3 separate regions of the Mus musculus genome follow, and all the other regions are linked to region 2. The links are chromatin contacts, called in public HiChIP or PLAC-seq maps. All regions are on one chromosome and are shown on one strand. The core of a region is the stretch at or near the end of the contact, and the rest is flanking DNA. Distances in the headings are between cores, read along the strand shown. Region 1 has its middle 6.5 kb from the start of n-TGgcc14. Region 2 holds the start of Pcp4l1 (Purkinje cell protein 4-like 1). Region 3 holds the start of Cfap126 (cilia and flagella associated protein 126).

Region 1 (2,720 bases), core at 166-2,665, 110 kb after region 2:
TTCAAGAGAGAAAGGTACAGCGGCGAAGCATGGTGGGTTTGCTTGATGTGCACCACAAAAGTTTTAAAGCATGGGGCTGGAGTGATAGCGACCGGCCAGTGGGAACCTAGCAAGCTGAGTGGAGAAGTTTTGGGAGCTTCAGGCCAGAGAGTCTCCACGAGATGAAAACAGATCGTCCATTGCCCGCCAGTGCATGGCCATCCAGGCCACCGGGGCACCAAGTTGCTAACACAAGTGCAGGAACAAGCTGGTTCATTCTTTTTAATATTTCTTGCAACAAACAAAGGCAGTCTGAACAGAGGACAGTAACCTGAGCCCATAAGGTTGTAAAATGAAACTTCTCCATCATCTTCTGATTGGTTAAAATAAAAAGCCTATGGCCTATAGCAGAAAAACAAAAACAAAACAAACAAAAAAACAAACCACCACCACCAACAACAACAACAAAAAACCAGAGTAACAAGGTGGGACTTCCAGAGACAGAGGACAACTCTGGAAAGGAGTCAGGCACGGGAGATTGGCCACCCAGACTGGGAGGAAGCTGGACATATGAAACTGATGATAGACAACTAACCAGCCTCGTGACAAAACTTAGATTAGTGTAAATGGGATAATTAGGTTATGAGCCAGAGGGCAACAAGCCTAGCATAAGGCCTAGGCATTCTTAAATAAATATAGATTCCATGCCATTATTTGGGAACTGGGGCAGAAACAGAAGTGCCCACACTTACAAAACCAGGGACTATATTTGGTGACAACTAAAAGAAGTCCATAGAGGAAAAAAAAATCTTGTGTTATTGTAGATGCAACATTTGTCAGTTAAAAAGCCCATGGCTTTAGCAGGAAACAGAAGGTGGATGATCCAGGAGGCAAAAAGAATTCTGGGATAGAGCTGTTGTGTCTGGCCAGTAGATCACAACCTGAGTTCTAGCCTGGAAAGGTATTTTGGAAACCTGGAAGAGAAGAGGGGCTGGGCTGCGCGAGATAAGGAAGGAACCAAGACAAAGGTCTCTCTCTGCTCAAGGTTCAATTTTTACTATTTTGGCACTCCGTTATGAAGGAAGGGGGAGGGGCCCAATTCCCGCCAAATAATCTCGGAATCCAGTAGCAGGGTGACCACGTGTGTAGCTCCAAACAGCAAAGCGGTAGGTTCCAGCAGTGGGCGTGGCAGAACGATTGAGCGGGAAGCTCCACCCCTGAGCAAGCAGGTTTCAGGCTGGGGGAGGGGAGACTACATAGAGCCAGGCACTGAGAGATTTGCCAGGGAAAATGTGAGGAGATGGCTGAAGAGAGAAAATCAAGAAGATCAAACAAAGAAACAAAGAAACAAACAATGTCTTTGCTGTACCCTCCATTTTGGGGCAGCTCTGAAACTGCCTGAGACAAGAAATGTCCCCAGCCAGGACTTCAGCTTGCATGTCTAATAAAGCCTGTAGGCTATGGAATTCTCATAACTTACTGCATACCATCCTTTCATATGGCATGAATGGAGATTCATAGTACAGTTTGTTTATATGATCAAACTATCTTCTGAAGAAAGGCAGTTGTCTTTTACCTGCACTAAGATCAGGAAATCATCCTTAATTGATCTGCTCACCTGTGCATTCCAACCAATCTCTTTATAGAACTGTGTGTTGCTGGTAAGGTTTGTATACTACAGAATGGAGGGCCAGGAGGCAGCCTTGATAGGATTCACTCTGGAGATGCTCAGATGCTGAGCCCTGCTGTTCCAGCTCCCTGCTTGATCCTGCCTCAACGGCATCATAGCTGTTTCCTCTAAAGACCGACTTCTGGGATAACTTCAGAACAGCTAGCTTGCTTGATCCAACCTTTCAGACTGTTCTGTTCCAGTTACGACTTTAATTATACTCCAAGCTTTCTCAACATATAGAGACTAAATAACACATGCTACAGCTGGCTTTCTTAAGACTAACCACGTTTCTAATTTTCTTGGGCCCCACAAAAGGAATTCTTCACCCCAATTAAGCAGGAAGCAATTATCAGAAGACTGTTGTCCCAGTCCCTTAAGTTGGGGGTAGATAGTTTTGGTCATTTTGTGAGTTATATGTTGTCATTTTAGAGGATGGTTACAAATAATTATGGTCTTGGACAAGGAGGAGGCAAAATAGGGAGGTTATATTCATGGGTTTCTTTTTCCTTTCGTTTTCTCTTTTCCCTTCTTTCTTTTTTTAAGGATTTATTTATTTATTTATTTATTTATTTATTTATTTATTTATTTATTATATTCAAGTACACTGTAGCTATCCTCAGATACACCAGAAGAGGGTGTCAGATTTCATTATGGATGGTTGTGAACCACCATGTGCTTGCTGGGATTTGATCTCAGGACCTTTAGAAGAGCAGTCAGTGCTCTTAACCAAAGAGCCAACACTCCAGCCCCTCTTCCCTTCTTTCTTAGTTAGGTAAGAAATAGGGGGATACAGAAATATAAGAAACTAAACAAATAGGGTAGATTATTGAATCTACGCTTAAACCAAAAGAGATTTTATAGCCATAATCTTACATTGATAGAGATCTTTGTATTTTGATGCAAAAATAAGGTTATATTTTATTGTATTGGTAGGTAATTTTGAATATTGATACAAAGTATCACTATAAGCTTAATTTGTTTAGAATTTAAGAAGATATTTTAGGTCTAAGAAGATGTTTTTAGGATGGTAATGCAAATACAATAGAAATTAGGTTAAACCAGGAGTGGT
Region 2 (2,700 bases), core at 77-2,576:
CTCAGGCCCATAGTGGCATGCCTATTCCAACAAGGCTACCCCTTCCTGGGCCAAGCATATACAGACCATCATATACACTAAAATTTATTTACTATATGTATGAGTATATGCCATATTCCCATGTTTGTACAGGTGCCTGGAAGTGACTTCTGGAACAGCAGCAAGTGCTCTTAGCTGCTGAGCCACCTCTGCAGCTCCTCCACTAAAATTTAAAAAGAAGACACAGTGTAGCCCATGAAATTTATATGAAATTCAAACTTCAGTGGTCACAAATACATTTATATCAGATGGAGCCATAGCTGTTTGTTGACATAAGTATTTGTGCCCGTATTCAAGTGCAGTAGGAAATGGCTCAGCAAAGAGTACAGCGATCCTACAAAGAAAAAAACATTTATTATTTGATTGTTACCTGGAAAGTTAGCTGATCCCTAACCTACAGGGTGAATTCTCATTATCATCTCAAAGCTCATTTCATAGCAGCAAGAATTAAGGTTTGTTTCACTAAGGACAACCTTTTCAATGCTAATTAATTGTTCATTAGAAAGATTCCAGAGGAGTATGCTGTACAGAGTGAGTAGGAGCCAGCCTAGTTAGAACTTTAGTAACTGAGGCAACCAGATTCCTATTAGAAACAGAATCACAGGATCTCAGATGGATCTTTCCCCCATCTTCCTAATTTCTAACCCAACAGAGGAAATGTATAAACACAAAGAGTCAAGTTAGAAAAAAAGACCGATTGAGGTCTTCCTTGAAGTTGGTTGTTGAGAAGAGACCAAACCACTGAATGGTAGTGACAAGTCACAGTTACAGTTGTTAACAGTCTGTGATGGTACCAACCAAAGAATATATCTATGAAAGCTGCAGTATCCGGGTTTGACTGACTGAAGCTGTAAGAGATTTTTATGAAGTCAATAAGAACTGTAGGCTTGAAAATTAAAGAATTTCCTTAGATGAAAACTAGATAGATAAACAGAACTAAAAGGTCTGTGTGTTTACCTGTGTTCTGTTTATTTTCTTTTTCCTTAAACGATATATACAATGTGAGGTTGAGCTAAGGCTCAAGAGCCTTAGCTGTTCTTCAAGAGGACCAGAGTTCAGTTTCTTCAGTTACTACTTACTACTTCTCTTTCCTTTACCGGTTCCCTACTTCGTTTTCTGTCTTCTCATCCCCCATGGTCTCCCCCCTCCTTCCCGCTCTCTCCGTCTTACCCTAGTTTGGAAATGCAGCAGATTTCTGAGCCTGCCACCACTGGGTTCAAGGAGCTGTCAGTCTGCACTAGGCAGAGTTTCTATTGGTTGGGCTGGAGGCAGGGACCGCAGCTCACTATAAAAGGTGGAGCCGGTCAAGGCGCCCGGAGCTGCTGACAGGACCAGGTCAGAAGGGGCTCCCTGAGCAGCGCTGCAGCCGGAGCATTTGGGGCAGCATTAAGCAACAGCTCGCAGCGTGCACTCTCCCCTCCGAGCCCTCCAGGGCCCCTGCCCCGGAGCCCAGCAACTCTCGGCCGCGGTTCACGCACGCATCTCCGAGGACCCCTTGCCTCACCTGCGCCTGCCACGCCCGTCCGGCCGCCGGGATGAGCGAGGTGAGTGGTGCCACTTGGCATACCCCGTCACCTCCGCGTCCGGGCCAGGGCTGCGGCGGGGAGAAGGCTGCGGCTCCAGGTCCCGGGAAGCTAGAGTTACTCTCTGGATGGACGCCACTGCCCCTCTAGGAAAGCCCCTACCTCCCGGCTCTCGGAAGCCACTGGCAGGGGGTGCTTTTAGCCTAACAATTGCAATAGTGCTTTGGGGAGGGGGTGACTGGAGTCAGCTGTAAGCGGGAACTGAGCTCTCGGGCAGATAAACTCTCTTGGGTGCTATCCTCCGCATCTATATCGTATTGCTCCGAGGTTACCATGGCTTTCTTTGATGCCCTCACTTCAGTTCTCTCCGACCTCCGCTAGGATTGTGTGGTTCTTGCACTCTATAAGTAGCAGCCAACAGCTCCATCCCTGGCCACCTAACTCCCTCCCTTCGGGTGGCAGTTTTCACTTATTCAATGAGGAACGATGTGTGTGTGTGTGTGTGTGGGGGGGTACCTGACGTCCATGAATACTGTAGAAGAGGAAGGCACATCTAGCACCTGGGGAGATGTTCTCTTCCAGAGAAGACCTCCCGTTGCAGTGCAGTGCCTGTTACATCCAAATTTTCGCACAGGTTCTGTGGTGATGGTCATGGGAGCCAACCCGGTCCTGTAACTGGTTGACTCGGTTCAAAGAACACTGTCCATGGTAACACATTAAGAAGAACTGTCCCTGTTATCTGACTTAATTTGTAGCATCCCAGGCAGATCCTCTTATCAGGAGACAAGATTGTCGTTCCTGGATGACGTCGATTTGAACAGTGGCTTAGCATGCCTGCCTTCTGCGGCCCCATTCTTAGTAAGCGCGCCCTTGTGTTCAGTATGTTGCTCAGCTGTATGCCAGTGCCTAGTTGTGCTACTTAGTAGCTCTGTGGCCATGGGAGCATCACTTAATTTGTCTGTGCTTCAGCTTTCTATCTGTAAAATGAAGGTAACACTGGTTGTTCTAAAAGATTAAATTATATATGCCAAGTACTTAGCACTCTACCTGGAGTCTAGTAGGTTCTCAATCTGGAATCTGAGTTAGCTAGTGTGCGTGCGTGCGTGTGTGTGTGTGTGTGTGTGTGTGTGTTTCAAGT
Region 3 (2,700 bases), core at 135-2,634, 73 kb after region 2:
ATATTCTACTGAGCATTACAAAATTTAATTTTTAATTTTCACATAGCTGCTAAAACCTTTTAAATTATGTTTGTGACACACTGCTGGAGACTGCTAGATTAGACCAAGGGATGGTAACCAAATCCACATTGCTACCTGCTTTTAGAAGGCCAAGGGGCAGAAAACGCCACTTTCTTTCTTTCTTTCTTTCTTTCTTTCCTCTCTCTCTCTCTCTCTCTCTCTCTCTCTCTCTCTCTCTCTCTCTCTCTCTCTCTCTCTCTCTCTCTCTCTTTTTCTTTCTTTCTTTGAGGCTGGGTTCCACCCTTCTGTCCCTGCCTCCCTGGCAAGAACGTTTTTTATTTGTAAAAATAGACCATTTGTAAAAATATTTGTAGACATAAAACAACCATTTGTGTTGCTTTGACAGAAGGTAGTTGGCCAAGGTGGCACACACCTGTAAGCCTCACGCTTAGCAGAGGAAGGTAGGAGGGTTGTGACTTTGTGGTCCAGTCTGGGATAGGTAGGTAGTAGCAAAACCTTACCTGTCTACCTACTCACACACATACACATAAACGAAGAAAAAGAACAACACTAAACTGGGAATACTAAAGAAGGAAAATATTTTCTCCAAAGGAACTCCAAAAATGTGTAGGCAATATTTTGTTTCTTTTCTTACTACAAGACTCTGGCTGGCCTGGAACTCTCTATGTAGACCAGGCTGGCCTCGAACCATCAGTGACTATTTTGTGTCCTTGTTTTCATTCTCTCTCTCTCTCTCTCTCTCTCTCTCTCTCTCTCTCTCTCTCTCTCTCTCTCTCTCTTTCTCTCTCTCTCTGTGTGTGTGTGGAGGGGGAGGGGTTCTCTTGAAGCTCAGGTTAGCCTTGGACTCAGTATGTAGCCCCAGAATGCCTTGAACACCCATCCTCCTGCCTCGGGGACCACTGGGGAGCATCTCTACCCCTATATTTTGAATTTTTCTGAAACAAATTAGTGCTAACTTTCATATAAATAGATATGACTTTGTCACTTGACTTACAAAGCCTAAACTGCTTACTCTGGCCTGTACAAATAAAATCACTGCTTCCTGGCTTACGGTCTACAGATTTAACCCAGATCCTCTTTGCTTGTTCCTGGGCCCTCCCACCCATGAGATGAAGCACCGCCTCAACCCAGTCAGAGTCTGATGGGAGCGGGCAGTCAAGGGCAGCATCTGGAACATAAACTCAAATGTAAAAGGGTGACGAGCAAGCGCTTACCTGGTTGGCACTGTAGTTAGTGGCCATGATCCAGTGCTGTTTACACTTGTTGCCTGGCAACTGCAGAAGGCCAGCCTTCTGGGAGTTACTCCCGGTCAGCAGGGGTTGGGCTACATTCTGTGGTTTACACTACCCTCTTCCTTTCTCTCTGAAACGTAGGTTCATTTTCATTTTAGAGTATAGAGGCCCAAACAAACATGAGAAAATGAACTGAGAAGTAGCCATGGATACCTTGAACACCCCGTCCTCCTGCCTCTGCTTCCAAAATCCCAGGACCACTGAGCAGGACCGCTGCATTTGCCTCAGTTACTATACTTTGCATGTGTCCAAAACAAATCAGGGATAACTGTCATGTAAATAGCTGTTTCCCCAACATAGTTAAGTCTGCTTCAGAATTTCCAGGTTGTCTTTGAATGACATCTTCAACTATTTAAACAAACTTTGAGACCCCCCAACCCCCGTGAGCTGAGTGTGTGAGACACTGTGGTATAATGAACTAAGCCTAACCCCTCATCCATCACACACTGTAGTGATGGCCTGCTTTGTACACTGAAGAATAAGGTGAATGAAATGTTCACAGTGGGAATTGGGCGCTGCCAAGATGCTGCTCACAGGATAACAAAGGCACACTGCTTAGGAAGCAACCAACTGGTTTGTTCCCAAAAGGAAATATATGTCTTATCCTTGGTCCTTAAGTGACTCCTGTCTCCTCCATCCCCCTACAGTCACAGGACCCAAGATATAGCTTCATAGTGTTGGTTAGGATATGGCAAATCAGAACGTAGGGTGGGAAACTGAGTAGGTACCAGGGCCTGAGCCTATTAGCTATAAAACCAAGGAACCCTGAGAGACTCATTGAAATTTCTGTTAAGTCCATCTACTCATCTATTGGGGTGTTAGAACTAAAGAGGGCTTGTCAGTTACAAAGTCTTAAGTTTTAAAAAAAGGAAAAAACCCAAGTTGTCCAAAGATACTTAAGAGCCAGATATGGCTGTGCACGCCTGTAATCCCAGTATCCAGGAAGTGGAGGCAGGAGGATCTCAAGTTCAAGACCAGCCTTGGCTATGTAGTAGGATCCTGTCTCCAAAAAACAGGGAAGGGACTCATGAGGCCCCCCCTCCTTCCTGGAGCTATGGAGGCGTTAACTGTTGCTGGGGGAGGGGCTCACAAGGCCCCGCCCTTTATGTTAATAGTTCTGGAGAGGGCAGGATCTTCTTTTCAGTGTTGTAACCAGCCACACTGGTAGGTGGTCCATGCTCCTGGGAATAACCTCCCACGTGTGCAAGCATCTCTGAGCTCAGACACACACACACACACACACACACACACACACACACACACTCAAACACGAAAGCATGGTGACGCCTCTAACCTCAGAACTTGGAGGAGTCAGACCTCTAAATGTGAGCCAACCAGGTTTACATAGTAAGTTCCAGGCCAGTCAGGGATGCATAGAAAGGCCTTA

Evidence for each region. HiChIP or PLAC-seq counts read pairs in DNA pulled down with a chosen protein or histone mark.
Region 1: a contact with region 2 is called in an H3K27ac HiChIP or PLAC-seq map of embryonic stem cells, with 5 read pairs. The contact joins the enhancer-like site here to the promoter of Pcp4l1 in region 2. A contact is called at or near these places in 4 of 39 promoter capture datasets (cranial neural crest, macrophages, neural stem cells and 1 more), 1 of 15 datasets of contacts at CTCF or cohesin (CD8 T cells), 1 of 484 Hi-C or Micro-C datasets (bone marrow-derived macrophages), 4 of 115 datasets of contacts at active chromatin or transcription factors (the SCID.adh cell line, embryonic stem cells and pancreatic cancer cells) and 2 of 9 other capture datasets (adipose tissue and liver).
Region 3: an H3K27ac HiChIP or PLAC-seq map of embryonic stem cells shows a contact between it and region 2, with 16 read pairs. The contact joins the promoter of Cfap126 here to the promoter of Pcp4l1 in region 2. A contact is called at or near these places in 15 of 39 promoter capture datasets (the C10 cell line, the HPC-7 cell line, HPC-7-derived erythroid cells and 11 more), 11 of 484 Hi-C or Micro-C datasets (the HL-1 cell line, bone marrow-derived macrophages, cerebral cortex and 4 more), 26 of 115 datasets of contacts at active chromatin or transcription factors (the 230-238 cell line, CD8 T cells, the HPC-7 cell line and 15 more) and 5 of 9 other capture datasets (adipose tissue, bone marrow-derived macrophages, embryonic stem cells and 2 more).

Annotation. Positions count from the first base shown.
Region 1 is chr1:171,087,061-171,089,780 of GRCm38.p6, reverse strand. No RefSeq gene overlaps it. Among named protein-coding and RNA genes, the nearest start is that of n-TGgcc14, 6.5 kb to the right of the region's middle. Within about 2 kb of position 1,415, at least 16 of the 459 cell types and tissues checked have an H3K27ac peak or open chromatin away from gene starts, as enhancers often do. A contact at or near this core is called in the SCID.adh cell line and embryonic stem cells, where this site is marked.
Region 2 is chr1:171,194,894-171,197,593 of GRCm38.p6, reverse strand. It overlaps Pcp4l1 (Purkinje cell protein 4-like 1), which reads left to right and starts at 1,326. Exons shown (of 3, transcript NM_025557.1): 1 at 1,326-1,583. The coding sequence starts at 1,575.
Region 3 is chr1:171,121,729-171,124,428 of GRCm38.p6, reverse strand. Cfap126 (cilia and flagella associated protein 126) reads right to left here and starts at 1,384. Exons shown (of 5, transcript NM_001379426.1): 1 at 1,236-1,384. The coding sequence starts at 1,262.